Regions from separate parts of the Rattus norvegicus genome. Here region 1 is linked to region 2. The links are chromatin contacts, called in public Hi-C maps. All regions are on one chromosome and are shown on one strand. The core of a region is the stretch at or near the end of the contact, and the rest is flanking DNA. Distances in the headings are between cores, read along the strand shown. Region 1 holds the start of Lnc012 (long non-coding RNA 012). Region 2 has its middle 21 kb from the start of Thoc3.

The links. Hi-C and Micro-C count contacts between places; a contact is called where the count stands out from the background.
Region 1: a contact with region 2 is called in a Hi-C map of liver, with 3 times the contacts expected there. The contact joins the promoter of Lnc012 here to the enhancer-like site in region 2. A contact is called at or near these places in 3 of 12 Hi-C or Micro-C datasets (frontal cortex, kidney and liver).

Annotation. Positions count from the first base shown.
Region 1 is chr17:10,208,572-10,211,271 of GRCr8, reverse strand. It overlaps Lnc012 (long non-coding RNA 012), which reads right to left and starts at 1,382. Exons shown (of 2, transcript NR_126570.2): 1 at 700-1,382. All of the region lies in intron 1 of LOC120097924 (a long non-coding RNA gene), which reads left to right.
Region 2 is chr17:10,168,007-10,170,706 of GRCr8, reverse strand. No RefSeq gene overlaps it. Among named protein-coding and RNA genes, the nearest start is that of Thoc3, 21 kb to the right of the region's middle. Within about 2 kb of position 1,441, at least 1 of the 93 cell types and tissues checked has an H3K27ac peak or open chromatin away from gene starts, as enhancers often do. A contact at or near this core is called in liver, where this site is marked.

The sequences.
Region 1 (2,700 bases), core at 133-2,632, 41 kb before region 2:
AAACAGAGAGCAGAGCGTGTTGCTCCTCTGAGCCTTGGGCATCATAAAATCTGCCTTCATTGCCTTCATTCAGAGGACATTGCACACCAGGCCCACCGTAGGAGCGCGTCCTGAGAGAGATGGCACTCATTTGGAGCACTGGACTCAGAGTCTGGCCGAGTGGAGCAGGGAGCATAGCTGCACTCCAGCATGTTTAGCTTTGGGCAAGTCCCATCCAGGCAAGAGAGGAGACCCTGGACCTTCCTTGTTGGGCTGTGCTATTCCCTCTTCTCCATCCTGTAAGCTTAAAAAACCCAACTTTGGTTCTCCCTCCCTGCAATCTTAAAAAACCCAACTTTGGTTCTCCCTCCCTGCAATCTTCCCTGTGTCCTTGCCCCCAAAGTGATAACATAAATCCTTCTCCACTTACAATGGAGTTCTTCCTAAAAAAAAAATAATAACATCATATATTGAAAATATCTAAGGTTTGGGGGGCCAGCAATATGGTTCAGCAAGTAAAGGTGCTTGCCACCAAACCTGATGGCCTGGATTTGATCCAGACTCTCACAGGTTGTCCTCTGACTTCCACACACACTAAACAAGCAAATGAATTCTTAGCAAAGACCAAGAGTGTATTGACGAGCTCTCTGTAGGTGAAAATGCAAAGTAAAAGAATCAATAAAAAAAATTTTTAAAAATGTATTAATGCACTTAACCTACCTGGTATCCAAAGTCAGCATCGTTTCAGCTGCGGAGAGCAAGCCTTCACCATGACCATCCAGAAACTGGCTGGACCTGTAGCTCACTGCGCTGCCCAGCCTCACAAGGGAGCTCCGTAACGCACAGCATCAACCTGGAAAGATCGCTCTGAGTGCGGTGCCTCTCAGGAGGTGATGCCTCCATACGACCATAAAGTTTAAAAAGCTAAATGTTCTACAGGCTTGAGCGCTTACTCTGTGCCAGGCTTTTGTGGGGTGGTATTTAATCTGCACAGTAACTCTGAAAGGGAGAGGCCGGATTATTGCTCGCCTGAGGGCAAGCATAAGCAGCTTAACTATGTGATGAGCCTACCCAGCGTCACTCTCCACCCTTACAACTGTTCACCATGCTTCATTTTCCTCTTTGACGCTGTGACCAAGTATCTGACGTAAAGCAACTGACAGAAGGTAGGGGTCATTCGGGCTGACAGTTTGAGGCTGTGGTCCATGATGGTGGTGGGGGGGTCAAGTGACAAACAAAATACGAGGCAGCCAGACACACTGCGTTCGCTGCCAGGAAGCAGCAAGAGATGAGACCTGGTACCGTACTGGATTTCTCCCTTTCAAAAAGTTGTCTGTTTTGTATCTATGTGTCTGTGTACCGCGCGCGTGTGGGCCTGGTGACCACAGAGGCTAGAAGAAGGCTTTAGATCCCTCTGGAACTGAAGTTACCAACAGTTGTGAGCTGCCATGTGGATGCTGGAAATTGAACCAAGGTCCTCTGAAAGAGCAGCCTGTGCCCTTAATGGCTGAGCCCTCTCCCCAGTGCCCTCCCCCATTCTCCTTTAAGTCACTGTCATGTCCCAACCCTTGGGATGGTGCCACTCAGATTCAGGGTGAGTTTCCTTCCTCATTCAAACCTCTCTGGAAAATCCCTCAAACACATCCAAAGACAAGCCTCTAGTTCCTGACAGTCAAGATTACCCATTTTACCCCAACAAGGCTGTGAACTCAAGGCTAGAGAAATGGCTCAGCAGTTAACAGCACTTGATGCTTGTATAGAAGACCCAAGTTCAGCTCCCAGCATCTCTGTTGGGCGGCTCACAAGCCACCTGTCACTCCAGCTCCAGTGGATCCAACACCCTCTACTGACCTGTGTGGTAACCCCCTTTGAACACATCCATACCCACACATATACATAAATGAAAACAAATCTTTTAAAAAGATCCCCGAGTCTCTGGATCTTGTTCATCTTGCCATCCTGATTCTCCACTCAGTTCACCATCTTTAAAACACTCTGAAGTGCCCACGTACATTCTGAACCCAAGACAAGCCCCAAAACACATCCTTTTGTTGGTCCCACCCCTTTATCAGCAGCTCCTCTGTGCCTGTGGATCCTGGCAGAGCATGGTGGGCTGAATTCTAATCTCCCCAGAGTCCGACAGTAAAAAGAGGAGGTACTGAGGCATAAGGGCTTGGGGGAGAGGGGTATCCGGGTGAGGAGCCAGCTTCTGTCTGCAGCTTTGGAAGTAGCTGACAGACACATCATTAAGTGATCAAAGCAGAGACAAAACCTACTACAAATGAAAGAGAGATGAAAGGGAAGCCAGTCCTATCTGTTTGCATCTGCATAAACATGGCTGGGAAGACTCACAGGAAGCTGACAGAAGGATTTGTCTGTGGGGGTGGGGTGAGAACAGCAGACGGGCGGCAGATGCAGGGGTCAGATTCTTATTCTATATTATTTTGTATTGTTTTGATGGTTGAACCCTAAAAGTGTCACTATTTGCTTACAACAAAGGAATCAAATGTTTAAATAGCTGAAGGGAGAGAGCCCCACTGCTCTCCTACTGGGGTCCCACAAAGATATGGAGCCACATTTAATGTGAAATAGCTGAACTTGTCACATGCCCTGTGATACACAGGGCGTAATGCCACCCCTCATCCTAGGTGTGCGGTTTTCCAGCAGTCACACCCTTACGGTGCCAACCAGCCATCGCCGTTGTCTTCCCCAGGCCCTGGC
Region 2 (2,700 bases), core at 192-2,691:
CCATGGCGGGGGGTGCTGCTTACTGACTTGCTCCCCATGGCTTGCTCAGCTTGCTTTCTAACAGAACCCAGGAACATCAGCTCAGCGATGGGACCAGCCACAATGGGCTCGCCCACCATCAATCACTGATGAAGAAAATGCCCACAGCCAGATCTTACAGAGGCATTTCCTCAAGTGAGGTTCCCTCCTTTCAGATAAGTCTAGTTTATGTGCTAGTCAGGTTGACACAAGACAGCACAACATCCGATGAGTCTCGATGTCATGACAGCAGTGGAGGATTACAACTTTCCTGTTGGGATGACTGAAATGTTACTATGGAATCCAGGAGCTGCCTGCTACCTGTGCCTCCACCGAGGGGTGGCTTGACAAAGAGTAAAACCAACAGAAAGAAAATCAGAAAATCAGAGACAAAGAGCATGACTCTCTTGAGGATGCATGCTGAGACCCTGGGTCCAGCCTCAGTTCAGGTTGTCCGACATACGTGAGCCAGTGACTTTCTTTTCTACTCAAGTCTGACTTGATTCCTTCAAATCACAGGTTATTGTCACTTGTTTCCCTGGGTGCTGTGCCATGAAACCCAGGGCACTTGAGGGCAAGGACTAAGTCAAAACCCACCTTTATGTCTCAGTGACCAGCTTCGTGGATAAAGACCCAACTTGTTTCAACAATGAAGTTGGAGGTACATTAGGTTCAAGGGAAGACTTAATTCCAGCTTGGCCGTCCTTCACTTCCTCCTTCTTCTTCTCCATTTATCCAAATTCCGCCAGGGCCTGAAACCACCCAGAGCTCTCACCCTAGTCTTAACCACATGTCTTTGTTAACTTTCCATTGTGGTGATAGAACACCATGACCAAAAGCAACTTGGAGAGGAAAGAGTTGATTTCAGCACACACGGCTTATAGTCTATCATGAAGGGAGGTCAGAACAGAAGCTCCAATAGGAGCCTGAAAAAAATGAACTGAAGCAGATGCCATGGAGGGGTGCTGCTTACTGGCTTGCTCCCTGTGGCTCCCTCAACCTGCTTTCTTATACAACTCAGAACCCTCTGCCCAGGAATAGCCACTGATCACTGTAGACTGGACCCAACCAAAATGCCATTGGTCAAGAAGATGCCGCACAGACTTGCCTATAGGCCAACCCGATGGAGAAGGCTTTTCCTCAGCTGAGATTCCCTCTTCTCAGATAATGTTTGGTTTATGTCAAGTTGAGAAAAACTAACCAGCGTAGCACATGGGACTTACATGAAAACGGGTCAGTACCCATGTTTGGCCTTGCCTGTTATGCTTGTAGACAATGTACCCATAGGACCCCGAGCGCTTGCCATTGTGGGAGGGAGTTGGTGGAAATCTTAAAAGGCAGAGGCAACCAGAAGGAGATCACTGGGCATGCTTTTGGAAGCTATACCAGGTCACGGGACCATTCCAGGTCACCTGGAGGTGAATGACTCAGCCTGTTCCCTTCTGCTGTGGTGATCTGTCTCACCTCAGGCCCAGAAATGGAATCACCATGACTGTGGACAGAAACCACAGAAGCCACCGGCCAAAGTAATCTTCCCTCCTTGAAACTGGTTCTCATATTTGACCCAGATGTGAAAATTGACCACTGTTTAGTCCCGAGGACAGGGACTGAAGGAAGGTCGTGGAAGGTCATCCATGTGTCAAGCACCCTCCAGCAGGAGCTAAGGCTCGAATCAAAATGTCTGCCATGTCCTCACAGAGATGGCTGTGCGGGCACCATGGCCGGAGCATGAGGTAACTGGTCACAGTTGATCACAGACAAGAGCAGAGGGTATGAGTGCTGGCCCTCGAGGGCTTTCTCTTCCACCCATGAAGTCAGTGTGGGACCTCAACCCACTGTATTGTGCTGCCTGCATTAAAAGTGGTTCTTCCCAGGCTGGAGAGAGGGCTCCCTGTCTCTGCCTCCAGGGCACTAAACGACAATCACACTGGGCTTCTTTACACGTGTTCTGGAGATCAAACTGGAGTCTGTGTTTGCATGGCAAAAAAAAAAAAAAAAAGCACTTTATCCACTGAGCTATCCCCCCAGTCTAGTTCTTATGGATGCTTATGGGATAAATCAATGCAAAGGGCTTGGCGTGAGGTACAGCCCCAAAGACTATGAAGGTCATTCTAGTTGTCTTTCTAGTTAGGAGCACTGACTGCTCTTCCACAGGTCCTGAGTTCAATCCCCAGCAACCACATGATGCCCTCTTCTGGTGTGTCTGAAGACAGCTACAGTGTACTCATTTACAAGGAAGGAAGGAAGGAAGGAAGGAAGGAAGGAAGGAAGGAAGGAAGGAAGGAAAAGGAAAGAAAAGATCAGTCTGAGTCTTATAAAAGAACCTTATCTTGTTGGTGGTATGACCTCAAAAAGGATTTGGGGTCCTGGCCCCTTCTTTAACAGGGGAGTCTTCCCTTCTCTGTTAAACCTCTTTATACAGACACACACACATACACACACACACACACACACACACACACACACAGAGAGAGAGAGAGAGAGAGAGAGAGAGAGAGAGAGAGAGAGAGAGAGATGAGAGGGGGGAGTGAAGAGTGTCTATGGTGGGTGACCCAGGATTCAATCCCAGGCAGTCCAACTCTGAATCTGTGCTTTTACCTGACAAGCAAGCTGGGGGATCCAGAATTCCTGGGGCGATCTGTTATAGCTCTGGCTTTCTCCTTCCTAATGGTTAACATCTAT